Regions from separate parts of the Mus musculus genome. Here all the other regions are linked to region 4. A link is a contact called in public HiChIP or PLAC-seq and promoter capture Hi-C data. All regions are on one chromosome and are shown on one strand. The core of a region is the stretch at or near the end of the contact, and the rest is flanking DNA. Distances in the headings are between cores, read along the strand shown. Region 1 holds the start of Neurod2 (neurogenic differentiation 2). Region 2 holds the start of Csf3 (colony stimulating factor 3 (granulocyte)). Region 3 holds the start of Krt19 (keratin 19). Region 4 holds the start of Smarce1 (SWI/SNF related, matrix associated, actin dependent regulator of chromatin, subfamily e, member 1).

Region 1 (6,106 bases), core at 1,164-3,663, 900 kb after region 4:
TTACAATGTGGTAGTGCATGTCTTTAATCCCAGCACTCTGAAGGCAAAAGTGAGTTCAGGTGCCACTCTGGTCTACATAGTGATTTCCAAGATAGCCAAGAATACTTAGTGAGACCCCATTTCAAAAACAAAACAAGATGAAAACCAGGTGAACAGAGTAGACCAAGAATCAGAACTCATATTATGCACGTGAGTGTGTGCATGCATGTGTGTGTGTGTGTGTGTGTGTGTGTGTGTGCGCGCGCGCTGTGAGTGTGTGTGTGTGTGTGTGTGTGTGTGTGTGTGTGTGTGTGTTCAAAACACCTCACAGCCCAGGGGCTAGAGGAGACAGAGTCATGAACGCCCTTGAAATTATACCCCAAACTGGAAGTGTCCTGGCAAGCCAGCCCCCAACCCAGTAGTGCCCCTGGTTTTGCTTTTGCCTCTGCCAAGATTCCATCCACAGTGTCAGGCTATGTGACTTAGATGGGCTCTGACTTCCTAGTTGCAGAGCCTATAAAGGTCTTCTTGTCCTTGGTGACCACCAAGGCAACTGGGTTGGTGAAGGGGTCCTGGGTTCTAGTCTCAGCTTGCTCCCCTCCTCCTCCCCCTGGGTACCTAGCTATATCCATTTCCCTGCACTGCCTCTGTGGAAGGAAGAGGAAGTGCCTGGCCTTTGGACCTTCTTTCAGCCCCTGACCTCCAAGTGTCCAAGCTTCATACCGACTTTCTCAAGGCCTTTCAAGCCAGCATGTGTCTCTGTGGAGCACCTTGTTCATTCTGAACGTCGAATTCTTGTCTTATCAGCCCAAGACTCCCTTGAGAAGGGTTCTCCAGGTAAGACCAGAGGGCATCCACTTGGACTAAGGGATGTGGTGCGGTCTTCCTTTTGTCTGTGTGGTTCTGTGCTTGCTATGTGGCTGGCTGGCATCTGAATATGTGAGCCAAGGTTGTTGGGTGTGCACAGGTAGGTCAAGGGAGAGACAAGAAATTTGGGCCTGAAGACAGCACCTGCCTGAGTCCAGTGTGGTCAAGGGTCTCTACCCCTGACTGCAAGTACTTGTCTCTCACACAGGTTAACTCTGAACAGGGGTGTGTTTCCATTTTCTCCACCACAGAGTGAGGAACTGGTGGGAAGGTGGGTGTGTCGGAAGCTCCTCCCTTTAACCTGTACCATTTGCATCTGTGTCTGGCAGGATAGGAACCTTGCAAGGGGAACTGTAAAATAAAGCATCCATTTCCTACCTCCCTCAGCAAGACACCTGTCTGGTCTTCTCCTCTCTGGCCTCTCCTGTGACTGATGGGGTCAGCCTCTGTGGCTTTTGTATTTTCTGCAGAGAGGAAGAGTGCTGGGTCCTGTCTAAAAACTCTAAGCGGCCTGCAACCAGTCATACCCTTTCCTTCAGCTAACCAAATCAGAAGGCCAAAAGAGAGGCATTGGTGGATGGCCTACCTGGCAAGGATCAGGGGTGGTAAGGCCTCAGTGACTCAAGAAGGAGGAGGAAGAGGAGGAAGAGGGCTTCTGGGTTAGGAATCCAGATCTGTGCCCACCTTAACCCAGATAGGGACACATAGCTCATCTCCAAATCCCTCCCCACCCCACCCCACCATACATTTGCCCTTGACACCCAAGGAAAGATCTCCTGTGTGATGACTACACAGATAGACACACATGTCCCCACAGACACACACACACACACACACACACACACACACATGAGCACTCGCGTGCGCACGCACAACACGCCCATGCAGAGGCACAGACACCCAGGGAGGCAAATCTTTCCCTTTCTCTGTCTTTCCCTTGGTTTGAATTTTGTTCAGCCACATATGTTGTGTGTGCGTGAGGGTGGGTGGGGGAGGGGCAGACAGGGATGAGGAATGGCATGGTGCCAGCATCTACCTATGGGGCTTGGGCCAGGGATGCCCCCCACACCCACCCTGGAAGGAGCCTCAGCTGTCCCTTTGTGGTGGAGGGGATTCTCTTGGGGAGCGGCAGTAAGCACCGAGGTCCCTTCTCCACACCCCAGGGTCTGGTCCTGACCCACCTTAGGGACCTGGAGACAGGGAAATGGACAGATCAAGACCCTGGAGAGAGCCCTGAATTGGCCTGGCAACCACAAACCGCCAATTCCCAGACTTGCCACCCCATTGTTCCCATGTGGGGGGTTCTATATCTGAGGGGGGCAAATCCTCCCACCTCCCTCTCAATCTCTGCTTTTCCTGCGTTGGGCGGGGAGGGGAGGGCGGCAGAGATATTTATTTATTTCCTTTATTTATTTAATTTTTTTTTTTTTTTTTGGAGTAGAGAGTGACAGATGGCGGCGGGTCCCGGGGGAGCCGGCTCTCCCCCAATGCAGACGCATGCCAATCACCGTCTCTCATGTGATAGCTGCTGCCCGTGACGTGCCAAGCCCATATGGCCTGGCATAGAGGCTGGTACCCCGCCTGGTAGAGATGCCACACTCGCTCCGCGGCTCGCATGGCGCTCTGAAGACGCCGGCGCCCGCCGCCTTGAGGAACCGCTGCCCCCGCTCCCTGAAGATGGGGGAACAATGAAATAAGCGAGAAGATTCCTCTTCTCCCCCCTCTCTCTCTTGCCCCCTCCCCCCTCCCCTCCCCTCTCCCCTTGACTCCTCTCTGAGGTAAGTTGTCCGAGAGGGAGCTAGATCTGACCTGCTATTAGTGGTGGGGGGGCGCTGCTTCGGACATGGAAGTCCCCCCCAGTTCTCCTATTCCTGGGACCCTACCCCCTTACGGGATGGGCAGCGGGGGCGCCCCGTGTTCTCTCTCCCATTGGGGCCGCAGCTTAAGGGGCTGCGGAAGGAGATGGTATGCCTAGGATGGGCTGAGGGGGAAGGGTCATGAGGCACTCGAAGAAGCGAAGATGGGACCCCCCCCATGACTGTCCCGAAGGAACCTGTGACCTTTTCCCACCACCAAAAAAGATAAGCAAACAAATAAATTTGGATTTTTCCCCAAGGATCTCAAAATACAACGAGATCTGTAGAGACGTGTGGGAGGGAGGGAGTTTGAAGAGGGGAAGAGGGTCCCTGACCGCAAGGGAGACGAACAGGGTTCGCTTTTGGGTCTCCTCCCCACGCCCGGCTTCTTCAGTCCCCGCACCCGGAGCCCGCTCCGGGAGACCCGTAAGCAGCAGCTAGAGAGGAGACGGTGCTCCGGTGTCTAGAATTGGGGCTGCGGGGGTGGGGGCCCGGCCGGGGGCGGCGCGCGGCCAACTTGCAAATTGGATTAGGGAGCTTGGGGGTGAGAGGCACCGGAGGGCTTGGGGAGCCAGGCCGAGGGGCCGGACCGTGGAGAGGAGGAACCGGGGCAGCGTCCCCACGGCGGCCGCCCAGCTTCTCTCCGTCACCGGGAGAGAGCTGGCTTTCGGGCGAGAGCACCGCCTCCCCGGGAAGATGGACCTGGTCCCTTAACCCCCCACCTGGTCAAGCTCTCTGGGACCCCGACACCGGCCGAGAGCAGCTTCCTTCCGGGCCAGGGGCGGAGCAGGAGCCCGGATCTCGGGCAAGGGCCTGGGCCGCGGTCCCCCACTGGCAGCCGGGCAGGGCTGGGCCGGCTCTGGGCGGGGCAGCAGGACGTAGTGGGCATCGGGGGCCCCTGAGCTGGGGCGCTCACGGAGACTTGGGGGGTGGAGGCGGGTTGGGGGGTCGTGGTGACCCCGGCGCGCCCCTCACTCTGTGCTGTCTGTCTCCCCGCCCCCGGGGCGCCCTCAGGCACCATGCTGACCCGCCTGTTCAGCGAGCCCGGCCTCCTCTCGGACGTGCCCAAGTTCGCCAGCTGGGGCGACGGCGACGACGACGAGCCGAGGAGCGACAAGGGCGACGCGCCGCCGCAGCCTCCTCCTGCTCCCGGGTCGGGGGCTCCAGGACCCGCCCGGGCCGCCAAGCCAGTGTCTCTTCGTGGAGGAGAAGAGATCCCTGAACCCACGTTGGCTGAGGTCAAGGAGGAAGGAGAGCTGGGCGGCGAGGAGGAGGAGGAAGAGGAGGAGGAGGAAGGACTGGACGAGGCGGAAGGCGAGCGGCCCAAGAAGCGCGGGCCGAAGAAACGCAAGATGACCAAGGCGCGTCTGGAGCGCTCCAAGCTGCGGCGACAGAAGGCCAACGCGCGGGAGCGCAACCGCATGCACGACCTGAACGCGGCTCTGGACAACCTGCGCAAGGTGGTGCCCTGCTACTCCAAGACGCAGAAGCTGTCCAAGATCGAGACCCTGCGCCTGGCCAAGAACTACATCTGGGCTCTCTCGGAGATCTTGCGCTCCGGGAAGCGGCCGGATCTGGTGTCCTACGTGCAGACTCTGTGCAAGGGGCTGTCACAGCCCACCACGAATCTGGTGGCCGGCTGCCTGCAGCTAAACTCTCGTAACTTCCTCACGGAGCAGGGCGCGGACGGCGCCGGCCGCTTTCACGGCTCGGGTGGCCCGTTCGCCATGCATCCGTACCCATACCCGTGCTCCCGCCTGGCAGGCGCACAGTGTCAGGCGGCTGGCGGCCTGGGCGGAGGCGCGGCGCACGCCCTGCGGACCCACGGCTACTGCGCCGCCTACGAGACGCTGTACGCGGCGGCCGGTGGCGGCGGCGCTAGCCCGGACTACAACAGCTCCGAGTACGAGGGTCCACTCAGTCCCCCGCTCTGTCTCAACGGCAACTTCTCGCTCAAGCAGGACTCGTCCCCCGATCACGAGAAGAGCTACCACTACTCTATGCACTACTCGGCGCTGCCCGGCTCACGGCCCACGGGCCACGGGCTGGTCTTCGGCTCGTCGGCCGTGCGCGGGGGCGTCCACTCCGAGAATCTCTTGTCTTACGATATGCACCTTCACCACGATCGGGGCCCCATGTACGAGGAGCTCAACGCATTTTTCCATAACTGAGACCTCGCGCCGACCCCTTTCTTTTTCTTTGCCTTTGTCCGGCCCCTTAGCCCCAGCCCCACGAGCTCAGGGGCTCCCACCGACTCCAGAGCCGGGCGCTCGAGCGCGGGCCGCCGGTTCTGCAGCTCTCCAGAGCGGCGTGCTCTCTTACCTGTGGGTGGCCCGTCCCAGGGGCCTCGCTTGCCTCTGGGGACTCGCCTTCTCTCTCTCCCCAGCGGGCTTCCTCCTCCCTTCTCTCGTGGAGAGCATCTCTGGGGATCTCCCGCCAGGCCCTCCCAAGAGACTTCCTCCACATTCCCAAACTTGGGTTTTCTCTCCCCACCTCCCAACAGGCCAGAGGCAGTTGGTAAGGGGCTGCTGAGTCTCGGGATAGTGTCTCCCCCACTTATAGTTACTTTAAAAAAACAAAAACAAAACAGACACAGAGCTTCCCAGGCCGAAAAGAGTTGGTATCTCTTCCTTCTCGAAGAGGCCACAGCCAGGGAGCCCAAACGCCTTCACCCTAACACGAATCTCCGCGTTTTTTATTTTTTATTTTGGTGGGAGGGGATGTGGATTGAGAGGAAAGAGAGAGGCCAAGCCAATTTGTAACTAGAACCATTTTTCCTTTTCCCTTTTTAAAGAAAACAAACAAACATACAAAAGGAAAAAAAAAAAAGAAAGAAAGAAAGAAAAAGGAAAAAATACTGAGAGGCAACGGAGGCCGAACTCAGAGTCCGGATCGGAGAGAAAACGCATTAAGAACTTTTAGAAGCAATAAAAGGCAAATAATAATAATAAAAAATACTACCAATAATAATTTTTAAAAAGACACAAATATCTATGCAAGGAGGTTCTGACTGAGCCTAGCAGCCTGACCTGGGTGCTCCTCGGGTCTGCTGGCTGCCCCGCCCACGCGCGGATCTGTGCACTTTGGTGAAGTGGGGGCCCGCGCCGCCCCTCCCCCCCCCCAGTTTCTTACAATCAATGACTCGGAGATTTGGAACCCCAGTGCCACTGCCCTCCTCCCGCCCTGCCCCGTTGTGCGTCATACTGTTTTCTAAAAACCTGTTTCCAAATTTGTATGGAATGGCAAACTGTTAGGGGGGGTCGGTTTGGGGAGGGAGGGTTTGCATGAGAGACACCACACACGCACACACACGCGCGCGCGCGAACACGCACACACACACACACACACACACACACACACACACACCACACCGCACGCACACGCAGGCCCCGGGCGTCCGGGGA
Region 2 (6,309 bases), core at 1,146-3,645, 530 kb after region 4:
TCTCCTACCACGCCACGCCACTCACCAGCCCCCAGCCAGGCATTAGCCAACCAAGAAGGAAGACAAAAAACACGTACTGGAACACCACACTTTATTATCCGCAAGCTTGGCTATAGTGACAGGTGGGGTGGAGGGTGAGGGTGGATGGGAAGGCCTCCCTCCATGCCAACCCCCCCCCCAGGCTTCCTCCTGCCTCCTCTGCCCCCCACTCCAACTTCCAGGCCAGCAGGGCCCTAAAAAAGGAATCCAGTCAATTCCGGGGCTAAACCTGGCTGCCACTGTTTCTTTAGGGACTTCGTTCCTGTGAGGACAGGAAACCCTGCAACCTGGTTGACCAGAGCAAGGGATATAAGAACCCAGTTTGGGAACACTGCTGTTTAAATATTAAACAGGGATGTCTTGTCCCCCGGAAGGGAGACCAGATGCTGCCTGGGCCCCCCTGAGATGGTGCCTCAGCACGGCAGGGCTCACTGATTTTTTGGGGGTACTGCCACAGAACTGGGTGCCTGGAGCAGCAGCAGGAATCAATACTTGGTATTTACCCATCTCCTTCCCTGGCCTCCACAGGAGGACACAAGAGCCTTCTCTCTCTGCTCTAAGCAGGAGAACAAAACTCGGAAGTGGAGAGAATGATCTAGAAGCTTAGAGCTCCATTTTCTCGTCTTTGTCTTTAAATAGTAGGCTTAAATATGCATAAATATTAAATAGAGATAAATAAACTATCTGGAAAGGGCTTTCTGCTCAGGTCTAGGCCAAGTGGTGCAGAGCAAGGCGAGCCGTCTCCAGGAAGCCCTGCAGGTACGAAATGGCCAGGACACCTCCTGCCCGGCGCTGGAAGGCAGAAGTGAAGGCTGGCATGGCGCTCTGTGTGGGCTGCACAGTAGGGGCCACCCCTAGGTTTTCCATCTGTGGGGAGGAGATGAAGTCAGGGATCAGTCCTTCCTTGAGGTGAGGAAGTGCTGGGAAGTTGGTTAAGTTGGCCTGTGGGGCTCATTAAACGTTAACGGTAGGACCAAGACTCCAACCCAGTCTGTCTCTGGACAGAGTCTGTCTGTCTCTCAGCCTGGAGGAAGCGGGGTAGGGGGCGAGGGGTGTCTTCCCAAAAAACAGGCCTCTGAAAATATAGAGAGCTTCCAGGGTGCCCAGGTGTGCTGCCATGACCCCCTCCAGATGGTACTCACCTGCTGCCAGATGGTGGTGGCAAAGTTGGCAACATCCAGCTGAAGCAAGTCCAAGGTGGGGGCCAGGGCAGGGGAAATACCCGATAGAGCCTGCAGGAGACCTTGGTAGAGGCAGAGCCCACTGTGGAGCTGGCTTAGGCACTGTGTCTGGGGAAGATAGCAGGGTTAGGCAGTACATCTTGGGATGCTTGCTCTCTTCAGGAGCCCAAATAGTAGGATGTAGTCCTTCCTTCTCCCCCTCCTCCTCCTTCTTCCCCTCCTTCTCCTCCCCCTCCTCCCCCTCTTCTTCCTCCTCCCCCTCCTCCTCCCCCTTCTCCCCCTCCTCTCCCTCTTTCTCCTCCTCCCCCTCCTCCCCCTTCTCCTCCTGGTCCTCCTTTTTCCGAAAATACTCACCTGCTGCAGGGCCTGGCTAGAGCAGCCACTCAGGGAAGCCTTCGGGATCCCCAGAGAGTGGCCCAGCAACACCAGCTCCTCGGGGTGACACAGCTTGTAGGTGGCACACTGTAGATGGAAGGATACTGAGGGTGCTCACCTGGGCCAGGCTCTTTGTCCAGCTCAGGTCCTCCTGGCTTCTCAGCTCCCTACCTTCCTAGTGACCCTAAGGACTGTCCCATCCAGAGGTCCCACTGCTGTCTCTACTCATTCTCTTTCCTGTGCCCTTCTCCCCCCATGTTCCCTTCCTCAATGTTTCTGTCAGTATTCTGAGGGTGCCATCTAGGCTCTTGTGCACACTGGGCAAACACTGTCAACTGCTGTGTGTTCCTAGTCTGCCCTCTTCTCATTTGTGCTCCTGCCTCCCCCGCTACCCCCCCCAAGTCCTTCCCTCCACACCTATGGCAACCCCACTCACCAACTGCTCCAGCAGCACCGAGCCGCTGGCCTGGATCTTCCTCACTTGCTCCAGGGACTTAAGCAGGAAGCTTCGGGGCAGAGGCAGGGATGGTGGCAGAGCGCTGACAGTGACCAGGGGAACGGCCTCTCGTCCTGACCATAGTGCACTTTGCCACAGCAGCAGCTGCAGGGCTAGGAGCAAACAGACGGGTCTGAGGCACTTGTTATCCGGCCTCTCTCCATTCCACACCCAGGGCAGGTAACCAGGGCACTCACCCATTAGCTTCATGCGCCTCTGGGCAGAAAGTTGAGCCATGGATTCTGGGTGATCTGGGCTGCAGCTCTGGGCTCTGCCAGGGCCCAGCTCCAGGGGGCCTTTATACATAAAGCCATCAAGGCCCCGGGAGGAAATTACCTGGGGCTGGGGCAACTCAGGCTTAGTAATAACTTCCCAGGATTTATGCAAATTTGATGATAGCTCAGGACAATGCAGGGGGTTGGGGAAAAGCTGTTTGCGAAAGTTTTTGTGAAATCGGGGAATCTCTGTTCCTTCCTTGACGTCTTGTCCCCCCCTCAAACTCTCTTCCTCTCTTCCAGCCACACCCAGGCCTGAATCGCTGCAGGGTGTTGGATCTGGATCCGAGTTGTCCAACAAGGCTGGTGAAACCCTGGAGGGGATAGCAAGGAACTCAGACCCTGGGGAAGAATGGGTGCTCAGATCAAGACTGCTTCTGTCTCTCCATCCTCTGGCAGACGTGCTTGGGGAGCCCCCTCTGCCCTTCATTTGTGATTCTCAAGTCACCTATACCTGGGACAAACATCCCGAGAGAAGAAAGAACCTGTCCTCTTTTCAGACCCATAAGCTTCCTGGTGGCTGCCTCCTGCTTTTCTGGGAGCCCTCCACAGCACCCTAGGTAGGGTCTTGCTGTCTACGCCTGCCCCACATTTGGATAAAAATAAATTGGTCCAGCATTCAGGCCGTTCTGTCCCAGGCTGATTAGCTGGGAACTCCCCAATACCCCCCATTATGACTCATTTCTTTAAGCCCCTGGATCCTGGCAGAGAGGCCAGAGGAAACCGGATGTCTGTCTTGAATGAATCAAGACCCTCTGGGGCTCCTGGCTCACCTGACCTTGCCTTTCTGCTTCCCTTGGCACATTACCTCGATGTCGTGGAGTCTGGGGCATCTGGAGGGCGTCGGAGGCTGGGTCATGGAGTGTCCCGACGATCTCTGCTCATTATGTAGCAGTGGTGTGAGCTGGCTTGAGTCGATGCATGCTGAGGTGAGAAAGGAGGAGCTGCATCTCCCATCCTAGAACTCTGCCCAGTGTTAGCTCTGAAAGAGACCTTGGTGATTTCACCTCTGTGAACTGGGCCAGAAAGGGAAATGCCTTGCCCAATCATGGGTAGTAGGGATGGAGGGACATCCCAGTCGCTCTCAGTCCCAACAGGGTATTACTACCTAAAAAGGAGGACGGCATTCCTTGTCTGACTGATGGCATCTCGATCTGGTACTTTCTGAACTATTTCACCCCCACCAAGGTGGGGCCAAGGAATATAGACATTTTTTGATGTTGAGGCATACCTGATGGGGTGGGGCCAACTCTGGGGCTAGGGTGCCCTCTGGTGGCCACAGATGTCATGGACATTAACTACATAGCCTCTGCTTGAGAGGACAGGCCAAGGGATTCCCATTCTGTTTGTTTATTTGTTTGTTTTTGTTTTTCAAGACAGGTTTTCTCTGTCTCGATAGCCCTGGCTATCCTGGAACTCACTCAGTAGATCAGGCTGGCCTCGAACTCAGAAATCTGCCTGCCTCTGCCTCCTGAGTGCTGGGATTAAAGGCGTGCGCCACCATGCCCGGCGAGATTTAATTCTTAAAACATGCTAACTGGCAACAGCTGCCTACTTTATATGTCACAAACTCAAGACCCACAGGGGTCGAATAGAATATCAGATAGACATCTTGCGTATCAGATACTTACATCGTAATTGATAACAGTACCAAATCACAGTTATGAAGTAGCAATGAGATCGTTTTATGTTTGGGGGTCACCACAGCATGAGGAACTGAATTAAAGGGCTCGGTATTAGGAAGGCTGAGTGCCACGGTGTAGGGGGTGGTGGGGATCTTTTGCTGCCATTATTTTGTTCTGTCTACCAATTGGTGGGCTGCAGATGAGGGGTGGCCTTGATGAGCTGCACAAGCCCCCTTTGCTCTATTGCACCAGCCAGCTGGAGTGCACCTCGGAGAGTGGAGAATAAAGACCGGAGGGCAGCGTTCAGAATGTAGCTTAACTGATACAGTACCTGCCTGGCATGGACAAAGCTCTGGGTTACATCTCTAACCCTGCATAACACAGGCATGGTGGCACACACCTGTCATCCCAACACTTGGGAAATAGAGGTAGGAGGATCAGAACCAGACCTGGCTAGAGAGGGGCCCTGAGGGCCCCGACATAGTGTAACAATTGTCACTGCTGCTAGCTGCTAACCAGAACTCAGTGGCCAGACTCTGTTGCCAAAGACACCGCGGGCTCTGGGCACAGGACATAGAGGAATCAAGCTGGACGTGATCTCAGAGCGTCTTCCTTGCTGTCTGGACCTCACGGTGTATGCAGGCTGCTAAGAGGATTGCCAGCCAATGCTTACTCAGCTATCGGGGTCTGCACGTTGTACTACTGAGCCCAGGGCCACCGGCGTGCAACAGTGGATTATCTATAGGGGTAACCAATGACTTCCCAATTGGATTTGAGGCCACAGGATGGAATCCACTCTAGTACTATCATGGTCAGCGTTTATGTGTGGGAAGTCCTGGGACCCAGTAGGGAAGCTATACTGCTGTTCTGATAGATAGGATGCGCTTGTCCAGTTGCCATCTGAATAATGTTTATTACTGTCATAGCTTGTCAGCTTTGGTCAGAGACTCGTCTTTTTGTCATGGTCAGAGCGCTGAGAAGTGACTGCTGGATGCTTAGCTATTAGTGAGAGAGCTGTAACACCCTATCACGGCCCAGCGAGGACCGTGGACAAGAACAGAAAGAATGCAGGGCCGGAGGAAGGGGCTGTGCTGCCGCCGCCACACCTCATCATCAGCAGATTTCTTGAAAACGGCGTGGCTACGGCCATTGTACTGAAGCTTACAGCTGTGTGATGGATGGTTTCCTATAGGAGACTGGGCCTGTGAGCCCCTACCCCCCTGGGGGGATTTATAAGCAGTTTATGGTCACTGGGGAAAGAAGAGACTTTTTCTTCAGTAGCCATAGCAAGTTACCCATGCCTCTAATAACTCCTCCTCCATGTTATTGTAAGAACCTTGAGCTGGAGGCTGGTGGTGCATGCTTTTAATCCCAGGAGACAGAGGGAAGCAAAGCTCTTGAATTATAGGACAGCCTGGTCTACAGAGTGAATTCCAGGATAGCCAGGGCTACACAGAGAAACCCCTTCCTGAAACAACAACAACAAAAAGGAACCCCAAGGAAGTTTATGGATCACCTAAACACAACAGGAGAGTAGACAGGGGACTGGTGAGGAGGAAGAGGACCAGCAGGAAGGAACTGAGGGGTAATAAGGAGCTAATATGGTCAGAACACGTTAGATGTACTCTATGGAAATGTTACAGTGGAGCCTGTAATTACATATGCTAATAAAAACAGCTATGAAGCTCAGGGACATCCTCAGCTACATAGCAAGTGTGTAGCTAGCCTGGGCTATATGAGGGGAAAAAAGATCAAGGAGCAATGGCCTCTTTTCCTGGACAAGTCACACAGGGGCTGAGCAGGGCTAAACTGAAGAAGCTCCAAGGAGGGACAGGGTGGTTTGTGAGAGGCTGGCTGCAACTCCACTAAAGGCTCACAAAGAATTTCTGTTTTCTTTTTGCAAGGCTCGGGACTGAACCCAGGACCTCTGGCATGGTAAACAGGCACTCTACATCCCTGGCTTAATAAAAAAAAAAATACATGTCTATTAATGTTTTCCTTCTATACATACATGTGCATGTGTTCTGTGTCGGGGAGGGCATTGGATCCCTTGGGATCGTCCTTGTGCATGGTGCTGAGCCAGGTCCTCTGCAAGAGCAACACGCTCTGCTCTCTTAACCGCTGAGCCATCTTCCTCGCCTTCTCTGTGGTCTTTAAGTGAGCACCTTTTCTGTTTCACGTTATACAATCTGAGCCTGTGGTGCAGCTGCATGTACAGCAAGCAGGGCGGCCAACGGCTTCCTCTCCTGCCCAGTATCCAGGGTCATGCCCTGGTAATGCCCGCTAAGTACCACAGGCTCATGGTTACCACCCGATCC
Region 3 (6,965 bases), core at 2,665-5,164, 910 kb before region 4:
CTCGTGTCTATCTTTTACTTCTCCAGCATGAGTTTATCCCTTCTGCTAAGCAGAGCTTGGAGGAGGAACTGTGCTTGCACGGCCCAGTGACTTACCAAATACAGGAGCAGAAAGGGTCGAGCAAGGACCTCAGTGGGTGGTGACGTTATGACTTCCTCAATCAGACTAGTCTTTCTCCAGGCTAGTGGAGGAATGTGTCTGACCTCTATACAGTGAAATCGGGAAAAGTCATATGGTGGGACTGTGGCTCTAGGGGGTTAAAGGTCTGTGCTTGAAGCATAGCTTTACCTCTTACCTTGGTTCACTGGTTAGCCTTTTGGGCCTGAGTCTTCTTGACTATAAAATAGGGACAAAAATACAAAACTTACCAGATTACTTGAGATAACGTATGTGAATTCTTGCAGGAAGGCCCTGGATAGTAGAGTTGGCAATGGTCACCTGCTGTCACCACTGTTACCTTCATTATTATTTTTGTCACTATGCTGTCAAGGCTCATACACACTGTTCCATTCTTCTTGGGGGCTCACACTCCCAGATTCCTTCTAGTGACCCCCAAGCCTTTCCACACTTTCTCAGGGATTAGGAAATTTCCTCTCCCTTTGAACTGTTCTCCTGTGAGAACTAGAGATCTTCTCTAAGCGGAAAAACCTTCTGGAATGTATCCAGATGGAGATGGAGAGTCTCCACGGGAGAGCCGGGCTTGGGAGGTGATCTTGGCTCTCTTCAGGAGGCACGTGACCTCAGACAACTCGCCTCGCTTCTCTGAGCCCTTGGATTGGAGCAGCCTTTCCTGTTGTTGGGAGGCTATTGTTAAGATTCACCAGACAAAGGAGCCCATGGCCCTGTGTATTGGGAAAATGTGAATTAAACAGAGTTAGACAATACTATTCGCGATTATAATTATGACAATCATATACTATTTAATACTAATAACATTATATGATAAAATAATAATAACAAAGCAATTTGAGTGGTAACTATTAGCCAGGTGCTCTGATTAAGCCCTGCACAAGCACATCCCATTGATTCCTTTAAATAACGCCATGAAACAGGCCTCCTCCTCCTCCTCCTCCTCCTCCTCTCCTCCTTCTCCTCCCCCTCCTCCTTCTTCTCCTCCTCCTCAATTTACAAATGAGACAAGTTTCCATGGCCTCTAGTACTTGTGCATGGTAGATTTAAAAGTCAGCTAGAGCCACCAGTGTTAACTCTTATGGACAAGTTCTTTCTCACAAGTTTCTCATCACAGCTTTGTGTGTGTGTGTGTGGGGGGGGGGTGGGGGGCTGGATTGAATTCTTCCTGGGTTTCTTCCAGCCGACCTTGCACCCCGGCCTGGAGAACCCCAGCTTTGGAAAGGAGTTCCTGTGACTGGCTTCTCCCCTCCTGAAGACAAAGTGAGCCGAGACCCTCAGTTCCATCTGGTATGTGTGAGGTGTTCATTCGGCTTTCCTGAGATCCTGATATAGTCAAAGCCGCTTAGCTCTAGCTTAGATGAGAGAGAGAGCAGGGTTTTCTCTCTGTGTGAGCACTCAGTGACTAGGATCACAGGTCAGCCTGGGGCTGACTATCTTTGGGGGTAGGAAGAGTTATTTATGGGCCGGGCATTCTTGGGGGGGGGGGGTGAGCAGAGCCTTCAACTACACTCCAAATCCTAGGTTGTGGGGCTGGGGTCAAGAGGTTGGAATCTGAGCATCTTGGCTGTGGTTCTCTGGCAAGTTACTGTCTCTGTTGGAGTGATTTCCTTTCGCTTTGAGATGGGCAGAGAATCTTGTTTTCTTCGGGCTGTTGTAGCTCCAAAGACGTCTGAAGAGGCTTTATAAGGTTGCTCCCAGGTAATGTCACTCTGGTAGGAGTGACAGAAAGCTCCAGAAGCCAAGGGAACACAGAACACAGCTATTTCCCTAGCACTGTTATTCGTCCTAGCCTCTGTTTCTGGATCCAAAGTTCCTTTCTAAGACCCACCAGTCAGGCCTGAGTAACAGGGGCAGGCCTGGATTTAAAGCATAGTAACAAACTATCTGGCCAATCTCTTCCTTCACCTCCCCCAGGGAGCAGGCCTCCTCTTAAGGCCAGATAAGGAATGACTCACAGTGGCTAGCTAACTCTGGCCACTAAAACCTTTATGAAGCTTCAACCACACCCTATTTCCTGACTGGCTTGGGGCTCCCTAGAGTCCTTCTACCACTGATTCCCTAATTTATAGTCACTCATGGAAGGTGTGTGTGTGTGTATGTGCAAATGTGTGCAAGTCAAATGTGTGTGCATGTATATATAAATATGTGTGTGTGTGTAAGTGCATGTGTGTATATGTGTGTGTGCAAGTCAAGTGTGTGTGCATGTGTATATAAATGTATATAAGTGTGTAAGTGTGTGCCTAGGTGTGTTTGTATGTGTGTGTATATGTGTAAGTGTGTACATGTGTAGGTGTGTGCATAAGTGTGTGCATGTGTATATGTGTGTGTATGTGTACGTGTGTGCAATTTGTGTATAAGTGTGTGTGCATGTGTATATGTGTGTGCGTGTGTGTATGTATGTAAAAGTACTGTTGCTACCTTCTTCCTAGAGAGGATGGTGGCTAGAAGACAGTGCTGGGTTTTAGAAGATCAAATTCTTTATATAGTCATAGAAAACCCTGCTGATAATGTGAAGACAAGAGGACTGACTTTGAACACTCTTCATTTCACAGGGGGAAACTGAGGCCTTTGAGCTAGGAAGTGGTTGGCCCATCTCCCTGTTCCCAATCCCCCTCTCAGGACACACAGGGTTTCTGTCCTCAGACAGAGACAGCTCTGACAAAAAAGAAGGTACTGCGGGCCACCACTAAGGACTGTTGAGATGGGGTGGTCAGGAATTTCGGGGTGAAGCTATCGAAGTACCCCTATAGTGGGTATCAGGGGGTCCGGCCCAAGGGAAAGATCCAGAAAGATCTGGAATTGTTGCACTGCAGGCTGGGAGTGGAGAAGGGCTCCTTCCATTATGAAGATGTCCCACTCTGTGCTGCTGACTTTAGCTCACTCTCTCCTTCACCTCTGCTCTAGGAGGGTTCTGAGGTCCCCTGGATTCAGCCTGCAGCCTTTTAATACCTCCTCAGGACTGCTCAAGGGGGACAGCTTCTGTGCCATTTCTGTCTCTGGGTGGAAGGTGCCAAATGCCTTATGGGCAGGTGATCTGCCTCAGCCAGGCTGAGAGTCCTCATCTCCGGCTTATTAAAGAAACTCAATTAGAGGTCTTGTTAAGTGCGTCTTGAGACTTGGGCAGGGAAGGGTGGAGGTGTCTTGGTGGGGGTGAGGGTCGAGTTTCTGAGCTGGGTCAGCCATGCTTCAGATTGAGCATTTAGCAGGAGTGTAAAGAAGCCACTTTGGTGGCCTAGTGTTCCCTGCAGCTGTACCTATTGCCACCTAGGACATTGTGGCAGCAGGGTGGGGCAACCTTGTCTCAGAAAGTCAGGAAGCCTGGAGCTTAACTGCACGAATTATTATCACAAGGAGGGAGGGATTTATTAACATTATTCCAGAGGGGGCACTCTCAGAGTAAGTCACTGAGTTGGGGCTCAGAGGGGTGTGATTTCTAAGGGTGTCAAATTCCTGGAGGTTTTAAAGGGCCAGAGTGATATCGTCACTCCGGAAGTTAGAGTTGTCTAAGCCTGTGTAGTAAGGGGCTGAAGGGCCAGAAAAGGGACGTGACATGTTGGCAGTAGCTTTGGAGTGGGCTGGGGCGGGGCAGCTCTGGGAAGGACTGAGACCTCTGGCTCCTGGGAGGGGAGAGGTAGGAGCAGAATCGCCAGGAATTGACCAATGGGGAAAGAGCCCATATTTGCACTCTGGGAGCTTGGAAATTTCTGATACCCGCCCCTTCAACATCTCCATCCCCCTTCCCGCCCCGGGCATAAAAAGCCACAGGTGAGGGCCTTGTCACTCCTCCTGCGGCCAGCAGTTCTCAGACCTGCGTCCCTTTTTCCTTCGCTCTGGTCTCCCTCCTCATCATGACTTCCTATAGCTATCGCCAGACCTCAGCTATGTCTTCCTTTGGGGGTACGGGCGGGGGTTCAGTACGCATTGGGTCAGGGGGTGTTTTCCGCGCACCCAGCATCCACGGGGGCTCAGGTGGCCGCGGCGTGTCCGTGTCCTCCACCCGCTTCGTGACCTCGTCCTCCGGGAGCTATGGCGGAGTCCGCGGTGGAAGTTTTAGTGGGACCCTGGCTGTGTCTGATGGGCTGCTGTCTGGCAATGAGAAGATCACCATGCAAAACCTCAATGATCGTCTCGCCTCCTACTTGGACAAGGTGCGCGCCCTAGAGCAGGCCAATGGCGAGCTGGAGGTGAAGATCCGCGACTGGTACCAGAAGCAGGGACCCGGACCCTCCCGAGATTACAACCACTACTTTAAGACCATCGAGGACTTGCGCGACAAGGTGGGTAGCGGCCAGGCCCTGGGAGGTGCACCTGTTGGGGTGGTGCGGCAGGGCGGGGAGGTTGTGGAAACTCAGCCCGCGGGTGGACAAGCCCGTTACTACGGGCCGGGCAGGAACCCGCAGGGTGGGGCACAAAGTCTGGGCTGGACCCTGGGATTCGAGTGGAGGCGGGGTGGAAGGGAACTGAGACAGGTTAAGTGGGTGGGGCTTTCGGAAGCGGTGGGGACCTGCTTGGATAGTCAGGGATATCTATCCAAAGAGAGCATTTAACACAGCTTTGGGCTGCCCAGAGATGAAGATACCGAGCCGCAGCCTCAGCTGGGGGTGGGGTGTTGGGGAGGGCTGGGGAGCTGCCGGATATTAGTCTGTAGGCTCAGAGGTCACCTGAGCCTGTGGCCCTCTTCTGGGACTCTTGAGCATTGCTTTCTCCAGTTGTGTGGGTTGTTCCTGTCTGGTTTTCTTTACAGCAGCTGTCCTCTCACTCTCCTCCTCTCCAGCCCAGGGGACCACCTAGGCTCACACGGAGCTACGAGAAGAATGTAAAACCTGGGGGCTGCACAGTAAAACCAGATCTTAAAAAAAAAAACTTCCAGTGAGGTGTGGTAGCTCAGGCCTGTAATCCCAGGAGCAGGTGGATGAGTTCATAGCTATGCCCAGCTACAGTTAACTTGAATCTAGTCAGGGCTACATGAGTCTCTAGGCTCCCACCCGGCCGTCAAACAGCCCGAACAGACAGACAGACAGACAGACAGACAGACAGACAGACAACAACTCTAACACGAAACAAAAGAAAAATAAAAACAATTATTTTAGTAAGTAAGAGGGAGGTGGAAGTCTTGACCCTCTGCTTCTGTGGACCTCTCTCCTGGAGTCCCCCGGTCCAGGGAAGACAACCTGCAAGTCTCTGTGGGCTCCAACATCCAACAGGCTGGTTGGGTGGGGCATTGCCCTCACTCCTAGGGAAGAGCTATGTCCTGAAGAAATGTACCAGAGACCAGGCAGGCGTTTAATAGCGTCCTCTCCGCTAGTGCTCCCAACATGCAGTTCTCAAGAGCATTTTCCAGGGCTGTGTGAACTTAGCATGGAGCTAGACACACAACACAGCAAGCAGCTAGAGAGGTGTTTTTTTGACCCAGTGATGGACAGCTAGAATCCTAGGCGGTACACATCTTTCTTTCTCTTGCTTTGTCCCTTCCCCTTCCACACACTCCCAGCACGCATATCTAGAAGCAATTCTTACTCCGCTGTGAATGCTCTCCTCCGGGTTTTTATATTCTGTTGTTTTCGTCAACAACCCCCCACCCCCAAACTATCTATGTAGCTGAGCGTGGTGGCTGATACGTGGTGGCTTATCCAGCATTGAGAAACTGAGGCAGAAAGAAGGACGATGAAGTTAATGCCAGTTGAACCATACAGTGAGACTCTGTCTCAAAATGTCAAACCAGAGCTGGGGCGCAGTGGCACACACCTTTAATCCCAGCACTTGGGGAGGCAGAGAAGGTGGATCTCTGTGAATTCAAGGCCAGTCTACAGAGTGAGTCCAGGACAGCCAGGGCTACAAAGAGAAATCCTGTCTCGAACCCCCTAGTCCTTCACCCCCAAAGTCTAACAAACCAGAGGAAACCAACCCAACCCAACCCAACCCAACCCAACCCAACCCAACCCAACCCAACCAAAAACATTAAACCAAAATAATCCTGCAGATTCCAACCTGGTGACAGGATAAGTGGCCATGACCTTAATCTTTGAAAAACACTGAACCCTGGTACTGAATTGGTGGTAAACTTAATGATTTGAGTGAACCCCTCAAACCAGAGTCTTCATATTGGGTAAACTCAGGATTTCCAGTCACGTACAGTGGCAGTACTAACCTAGGAGTGAGGCTGAGTTACCATGAAGAGAGTACAAGGTGCCTGGCACATCACCGAAGGCAGAATGTGCTCTAAGTGTGGGACACAGACAGGGATAAGTGTTGCTTTTCTTTTCTTTAGGATTTATTTATTTACTTATCTATTAATTTATTTATATGTATATTGGTGTTTTGCTTGCATGTATGTCTGTGTGAGGAACTTGAATTGCAAACAGTTGTGAGCTGCCACGAGGGTGCTGCAAATTGAACTCTGTTCCTTTGGAAGAATATCCAGGGCTCTTAATCTCCAAGTTACCTCTCCAGTCCCTGGGATAAATGATCCATCCATCCTTCCTTCCTTCCTTCCTTCCTTCCTTCCTTCCTTCCTTCCTTCCTTCCGTCTTTCCTCTTTCTTTCTTTTTTTTTTTTTTTTGGTTTTTGGTTTTTGGTTTTTTGAGACAGAGTTTCTCTGTGTAGCCCTGGCTGGCTCAAACTCAGAAATCCTTCTGCCTCTGCCTCCCAAGTGGTGGGGTTAAAGGCATGTGCCACCACTGCCTGGAGGGATAAATGATTCTTTTTTTTTTAAGATTTATTTATTTATTATATCTAAGTACACTGTAGCTGTCTTCAGACACTCTGGAAGAGAGCGTCAGATCTAGTTTCGGATGGTTGTGAGCCACCATGTGGTTGCTGGGATTTGAACTCAG
Region 4 (6,509 bases), core at 1,121-3,620:
ATGCTTTAGCCACAAGGAACTTACATTAGTTAGCTTTTAGTGTAATCCAGAGGTTTAACGTTCCCCTTTTTCATTACTCCAGGTTGCCTTCAGCCTGACTCACTCTAGTTAGTGAGTAAAAATGAACGATGCTGTTCTTCAATGTTACAACAGCATATTAAGCACTTATTCTTGAATAAGCGCCTGACCTAAAATTGCATCCTACACATTAAATGTTTCTTTCAGGCTGGGGGTACCGCAAGGTGGCAGAACTTCACCTAGCACATAGGAGGCACTGGGTCTGGACCTCAGGGAAAAAAAAAAGGGAGGGGGAGTATTCATCATTAAATGCTGCTACTTTATTAAAGCTTTGACTGCAATCATATTAGCCATTGTACTGGTTACTGCATTATGCAACAACAATTACGATAAAGCGATACATTTAGTGCAATCTACTGCAGTGTTGGGACTGGGCATTGTGAATTAACAGCTTGCTAGAGAAGTTCCACTGTGTGGCTATTCTGTGTGTAACATGCAGTACTTGAATTTGTAAATGAGTTTTGTTTGCTTTGAGGCATTTTAAAATCAGAATATGAATTTACCAAAGTAAATGATGCCACCATAATAAAAAAAAATTTAAACATGAACTCTAAGGCTTCCTTGTATTTGGGTTCTCCTATTTCAAAGATGTCTGTGCATGGTTAAGCCAAACAAAGCTAAATCACTTGAGGAAGACAGCTCCAGTGATAGGAGATGAAGGGTTTAACTTGGTTTCCAAGATAAATTAAGGATTAAGTTTTAAAATCCAGCTAGGTGCTGACAGTACACACCTGCGATCCCAGCTCGTGGAAGGCAGAGGAAAGATTTTGAGTTCCAGACCAGCCTGAACTACGTAGTAAGATCCTACAAACACACACACACACACACACACACACACACACACACGCATCATAACCATAATTATAAAATCCTATAATTCTGGGGAGATATAATAGTAGACAGCATTATTTGAAAAGTGCTGCAGGCCGGGTGTGGTGGCGTACGCCTTTAATCCCAGCACTCGGGAGGCAGAGGCAGGCAGATTTCTGAGTTCGAGGACAGCCTGGTCTACAGAATGAGTTCCAGGACAGCCAGGGCTACACAAAGAAACCCTGTCTCGGAAAACCAAAAAAAAAAGAAAAAAGGAAAGGAAAGAAAAGTGCTGCAGGACCTGTTCGGGACCCTGGATTCAATCCCTAGCGCCTCACAGAAGTAAAAAGAACAAGAAAGAATGCCATGCCGCTGTCCACTTAGAACTCAATCAATTCCCCTTTTTTAAGCCAATTTTGTGCCAGCCCTTTCCCACCACAGCATGCAGACACCGCTGAGTTTCAGAGAACTAACTGCCCAGCTGGGAATGGCACCTTGCAGCATGCATGCGCGTGCACACATGCTCCGGAGCACTGTGCCTGTACCCCCTTTTCCACCATTCCATAGTCCTTGCTAAGACCGGGAAGTAACAAGGCTGGAATTACTGGGCAGAGGAAGAAGCCACTGGATCCCTGCTGTAATTGTGTGGATCCTACATTCACCTTCTCTATGCTCTTTGTGTTAAAAAAAAAACATTTTCAGATCATTCCCTTATGCTATGCATTCATCTGAAAACAAAACAAAACAAACCTCTCCTTTAGTCTTTCCTTACAATACCGGTTCATTTCGATAATTTCACCAGAGTATGAAAATATTGGGCGATGGAAGAACTGGACAGTATTATCACTTATCACTTCTAAAGATACCTCACTTCCTGTTGTCACAACCAGGATAAGGGCCAACAGGTAGTCCCAGCATTCAGCCAGTTTCTCTAGATGCTAACATTGACCTTAGATAACCACAGATGCTCTGTTCATTTTTCCTCCACCGTGACGTGACCCACACTAGCCAAGTGTTCTCTACTTTGTATAATCCGCCAAAGTATTCGTTAATTAGTTTAAAAAAAAAATAGCCCTGGAATGGTCCAGAAAGGTGGCTCCACGCACACTCACTGAACAATTACATGTCTAGCCCTTAGAAATCATTGGTAATTATGAAATTGTCCGGTCCAGATGCCTAAAACTTTGTTTTCAAGACTTTCCAAGATAGCAGATGGCCCAATCCCATATAGAGGGTATCAGATACAGGACCGGCTTGGGAAAGTTCCAGGAGGGCATCACAAAGAAACACTGAACTGTTTAAAGACAAGCGAGGCTGAGCTGAACTGGCCCTCCTGGGAAGGGATGTGAATTGTCACAGGTATGCCAGCTGGAAGGAGTGAGCTGACATCTGAGGACCCTAGGCGCAGAAACCCGCCGCCATCACTCGACCTCTAGAAACATCTGGGAAAACTACAAAACTCCCGTGTTGCTTTTCGCTTAGGCGGAGGCAGGGGAGCCCCGCTGGGCGCCAGCAAGGACCTAAACGCAGCGACCCGGGTCCTCCCCGCCTACATTCTCCATCTTCTCCATTCATACGTCCATCAGCGGAGGACTGAAGACCAGAGCGAAGGGAAAAGCCAGAGTGCATGGTGTGTGGGAACTGCGTCCCACCCTCTCCCGGGAGAGGCTCCGGCGAGCCTTTCCCCTCCGGCGCCCGCCTCACGCGGCGGCGCCCACCGCCTCAGTGAAGCCCCGGGCGCGCAGTCTGCGCAGTTCCTGCCGCCGGGCCGCGAACCAGGGCCCGCAACGCGGCCCAGCCTTCTCCGCCCTCCTCGCCGTGACGAATCGGCGCCCGACTGGGACGGGATCCAAATTGGAAGACTTCTGAGGAAACCCAGGAGCCTGACGAAATTTTTTTTAAAAATCCTTGGCGCCCTAAGCCTCGCCGCGTGCTCACTGGAAGGGCTGTTCGTCTGCCGGGAGCCGGCCGCGGCCGGCAGACAATTCCCGGGAGCGTGTGGAAAGTGCGAGCGCGGAAGCTCCGGCGCGAGGGGCGGGGCGAGCGCGGGACAAAGGGAAGCGAAGCCGGAGCTGCGGGCGCCTGCTCGGCCCGCGGGTGAGTGTTTCCCAGTGGGCCCAACCCGGTCGGGGAAGGGTGGCGAGCGGTGGTGTTTCTGCTTGGCGGGACCCCGAGCTCCCGCGGGGTGCTGGGGTTCGGCCTCGGCTGCGAGGCGGGAGCTAGAGCCGGTGCGGCCTCGGTGAGGCCTAGCGGCGGCGGGGCAACCCCGTCCGGAACAGCTCCTCGGAGGCGCCGGTAGTCCCTTTCCGCGGGACTCCCGACGCCGGTGAGCACCAATGCACAACCCCCTGCAGGGGAGTTTCCAGAAAAGCTCGCCCTCCGCCCGCCACAAAACTCCAGGGAAAGGATCTCCGGAAACCCTCTGGGCAAGGCCAGCGGGGATCCTCACCCACCACGAAGGTGGTCGTCCCCCCCCCCCTTTGTTTATTTTTATTTTTTATTTGGTTCAGGCAGCGACTTAAGGATTCCCGGGGTGGCCTGGAGTGAAGTCTGAGACGGTGTGGGTTGGGTTTAAACCCATCTCTGACAATTCCGGGTCTCTGGCCTTAGACACTTAATCGCCCCGAGACTGTTTTCTTCCTTTGTAAAATGGGGACAGTCATACGCATCGGGTAGGGTCGTTGTGACTAGTGAGTAAGACTGTGTTATAAGCCTGACCAGTAAGGTAATTAATTCAATAAATACAGAGTTGCGTCCCAGGCACAATGGTTAGATCCACTCACTACTAGAGTTTATATGCTTAGCCCGGGAGAGCAATCATTTGTAAGTATTAGCAGTGAAGTGTAAGGTACCAGGGACCCTGTCACAGTTTCTGTCGGGGCTCCCCACAGCAAGGCCTACTGGGTGTTGATGGAAGGAAAAAAAGAGATGAATTGAAAAAACTTAGCTATTTCCACATCAGAAACTCTTACCTTGATGATTTGAGGCACTTCCTTAAAATGAAAACTAGGAGAAAAAAAAGTGTATTCACCATCCTTCTAAAAATAAGTTTTCATCTCTTATGCATTACCATTTGTGGTCTATGTTGAGTAAGGAACAAGCTCAGATATGTCCATGTTTCGAGCTGGCCATACTAGGACCAAATTTATGAAGACTTGAGCTATGTTTGAATAATACAGTAATAAATTAGACCATCCCTCCTCTCTTGCAAGGCAAAACCTAGCACATTCACATGTTGTTGGAGGGAAAGTGCCGCTGGTCTTTGTAAGCCATGTAGGAATACAGAGACGAGATATAATTTATTCTGTCCCGATGATGTATCAAGAAAGTACCTGAGATAATTTCTGAAATGAGCTGTAAAGGAACAACATGTGTCCTGTAAGTAGCCTCAGAAAATTGTTCCCGGCTCTTATGAAACTATTTACCAACAAAAGAGAATGTAAAGTTTGTTATCATACTGACTTACCTTTCACACTGCCTCCAGGAATAAGACATGACTCTGTTTCAATGAAAGATGTTCCCTAAATAAGGCAGAGCTTCTAATCAGGGGTTGTCAGTATCTGGTAGGCCTTGTTGGGGTCACCCGGATAATACATCACATTCTATTGTCATTATTTTTTTTTATCAGTCTAAGTAATCGTTTGCATGGCATCAGCAAAATGTTTTCCATACAAGACGCTGCTCTCAGTATCATAAGCAAAAACCTAAAAATCCATCTCTAATATAACTCTAAATTTCCCAGTAATTTATTTTCATCATTTAATTCTGATCAATCAAATGAATGTAAGAACTAGTTAAAAATATGCAAAAGGCTTGATTACTAGCAATTAATAGTGAAGTAATTTTGCTCAGAAATACCAAACTACCCTATTCTTTAGGAAAACATTCTCTTATGCTTGCTGAGTTTTGATTCTCTTTTTTTTTCTTTTTTTTCTTTTTTTTTATTTTAGTGTCTCAGATTCATTCTTAAGGAACTGAGAACTTAATCTTCCAAAATGTCAAGTAAGTTTCAATTTTTATATTTATCAATCTGTGTTAATACGAGACTAATGCCCTAGCAAATGGGAATTCCAAAATACTCTCATTTTTTTTTTTCTTCAAAGCAGGACCATTGGTAGTTTTGTTGCATAGTATTATATCTCAGTTGTTTACAAGAAGTTATTTATTTTCTTTCAAACAGAAAGACCATCTTATGCCCCACCTCCCACCCCAGCTCCTGCAACAGTAAGTTTTAATTTTCTTGTTAATGTAATAGCCAAGTCTGGCCTTGATACAAAAACCCAGATGTCTTCCACTGACAGTCACTCAGTCATCACAGCCACAGGATAGACAATTCAGCTAAAAAACAGCACTTCCTACCAAATAAAATAACTCCTTTCATCCTACCTGAGCCAAACCCAACACTTAAAAATACATACTGTGAGCTTCCAGCCTCCTGTGCTCTTTGTTTCCTAACGGGACATCAGTGAAACACTCCGTTCTTGCCGTTTTTCCCTGGTGAAGGGTCTTTCCGTTGATATTGAGTAAATGCTCGTTCTGGCATCCTTTATTCTTTTTTGTTGTTTTTAAGCCTAACCTTCAACCGGTTACATTTTCCTCTCACCGTAAGGGCTGGGTAGCTCAGTGGCAAGGCACTCACCTAGCGTGTCCTAGGTTGGAACCCCAGCAACACGACTTTTTTAATTAAACTTTCTTGTCAGCATATAAAAATTTCACATTAAATAAAGTTTCTTGTTCTAAGGATAGTTACGCTCATAAGTCTTATTTTAAAGCTGCTCAGGCCAGGGTTTCGTTACCCATGGGTCAGCTCTTGCTACTGGATTTGGTTCTGTTTTGGCTTGCCGGCTGATCTGTTTTGAAGGTGTCCAATGGTTGTGAACTGTTTTTACCCAACAAGCTCTTCCCAGCTTAAGCAGCTTGTAAAATAACTATCCAATCACAAGTCCACTTTAACAGCAAACTGTACAGGCCCTTGCTGAAATGCTGAAATGGCTTTCTTACCATTTTAAAACAACAACAAAAAGACCACTTAACATAACCACGTCCTACAAAATTTGAATCAGGATTATTTTGATTTGTTTTGTTTTGTTTTGAGACAGGGTCTTTATGTAGCCCAGGCTGGCTTCCAAATGGTGATCCTTCTTCCTCAGCCTCCCAAACGCTGGGATTATCAGCATGCCCAGCCCCAAATTAATTCTTTAATATCTGCTAGCTCTTCCTTCCATTCCCTCTACCAACTCACTGCAGGCTAGTCTACTTTTATTACTAATGAGTTCCTGTGTCTTTTCCTTTTTTGTTTGTTTTCTCTGCTAGGTAACTAACTAGTCTGATTTACTAACCCATAGGTGTTTGTTTTAGTTACATTTATCAACAGTTTGTTTCTCCTTAGATGCTCCTTTTAAAAGGCCTACCATACATTCTTAAGTTCACTCCATGTAATATACAGTCTGCAGGGTCGCTTCCAGTGGACTGTAAAGTCGTGTGCTTCATGATTTTTCTTTCTTAAAGAACATTTCTTACCCCCATCTCCATCACATTCCACTCATGGTTGTGTGCTGGTTTAGTTGAGTGATTAAAAGTCTCACCTCAAAAACAGAAGCAGGCCCCTCAACTTTAGAAAT

The links. Promoter capture Hi-C pulls out the DNA fragments that hold promoters and counts their contacts. HiChIP or PLAC-seq counts read pairs in DNA pulled down with a chosen protein or histone mark.
Region 1: a FOXA1 HiChIP or PLAC-seq map of pancreatic cancer cells shows a contact between it and region 4. The contact joins the promoter of Neurod2 here to the promoter of Smarce1 in region 4. A contact is called at or near these places in 1 of 39 promoter capture datasets (pre-B cells) and 2 of 115 datasets of contacts at active chromatin or transcription factors (embryonic stem cells and pancreatic cancer cells).
Region 2: a contact with region 4 is called in a promoter capture Hi-C map of pre-B cells, with 4 times the contacts expected there. The contact joins the promoter of Csf3 here to the promoter of Smarce1 in region 4. A contact is called at or near these places in 7 of 39 promoter capture datasets (the 3T3-L1 cell line, 3T3-L1-derived adipocytes, frontonasal cranial neural crest and 4 more) and 2 of 115 datasets of contacts at active chromatin or transcription factors (T-cell acute lymphoblastic leukemia and embryonic hindbrain).
Region 3: an H3K4me3 HiChIP or PLAC-seq map of embryonic stem cells shows a contact between it and region 4, with 6 times the contacts expected there. The contact joins the promoter of Krt19 here to the promoter of Smarce1 in region 4. A contact is called at or near these places in 7 of 39 promoter capture datasets (the 3T3-L1 cell line, 3T3-L1-derived adipocytes, cranial neural crest and 3 more), 6 of 115 datasets of contacts at active chromatin or transcription factors (embryonic forebrain, embryonic stem cells, extraembryonic endoderm stem cells and 2 more) and 1 of 9 other capture datasets (embryonic stem cells).

Annotation. Positions count from the first base shown.
Region 1 is chr11:98,325,952-98,332,057 of GRCm38.p6, reverse strand. Neurod2 (neurogenic differentiation 2) reads left to right here and starts at 2,413. Exons shown (of 2, transcript NM_010895.3): 1 at 2,413-2,624; 2 at 3,717-6,106. The coding sequence starts at 3,722. The coding sequence ends at 4,873.
Region 2 is chr11:98,697,399-98,703,707 of GRCm38.p6, reverse strand. Csf3 (colony stimulating factor 3 (granulocyte)) reads right to left here and starts at 2,395. Exons shown (of 5, transcript NM_009971.1): 1 at 2,289-2,395; 2 at 2,032-2,204; 3 at 1,575-1,682; 4 at 1,182-1,328; 5 at 79-906. The coding sequence starts at 2,328. The coding sequence ends at 748. It overlaps Gm38985 (a long non-coding RNA gene), which reads left to right and starts at 2,198. Exons shown (of 3, transcript XR_001780319.2): 1 at 2,198-2,271; 2 at 2,610-3,295.
Region 3 is chr11:100,142,875-100,149,839 of GRCm38.p6, reverse strand. It overlaps Krt19 (keratin 19), which reads left to right and starts at 3,914. Exons shown (of 6, transcript NM_008471.3): 1 at 3,914-4,409. The coding sequence starts at 3,981.
Region 4 is chr11:99,226,878-99,233,386 of GRCm38.p6, reverse strand. It overlaps Smarce1 (SWI/SNF related, matrix associated, actin dependent regulator of chromatin, subfamily e, member 1), which reads left to right and starts at 2,370. Exons shown (of 11, transcript NM_020618.4): 1 at 2,370-2,985; 2 at 4,839-4,890; 3 at 5,069-5,112. The coding sequence starts at 4,884. Krt222 (keratin 222) reads left to right here. Exons shown (of 6, transcript NM_172946.3): 6 at 1-626.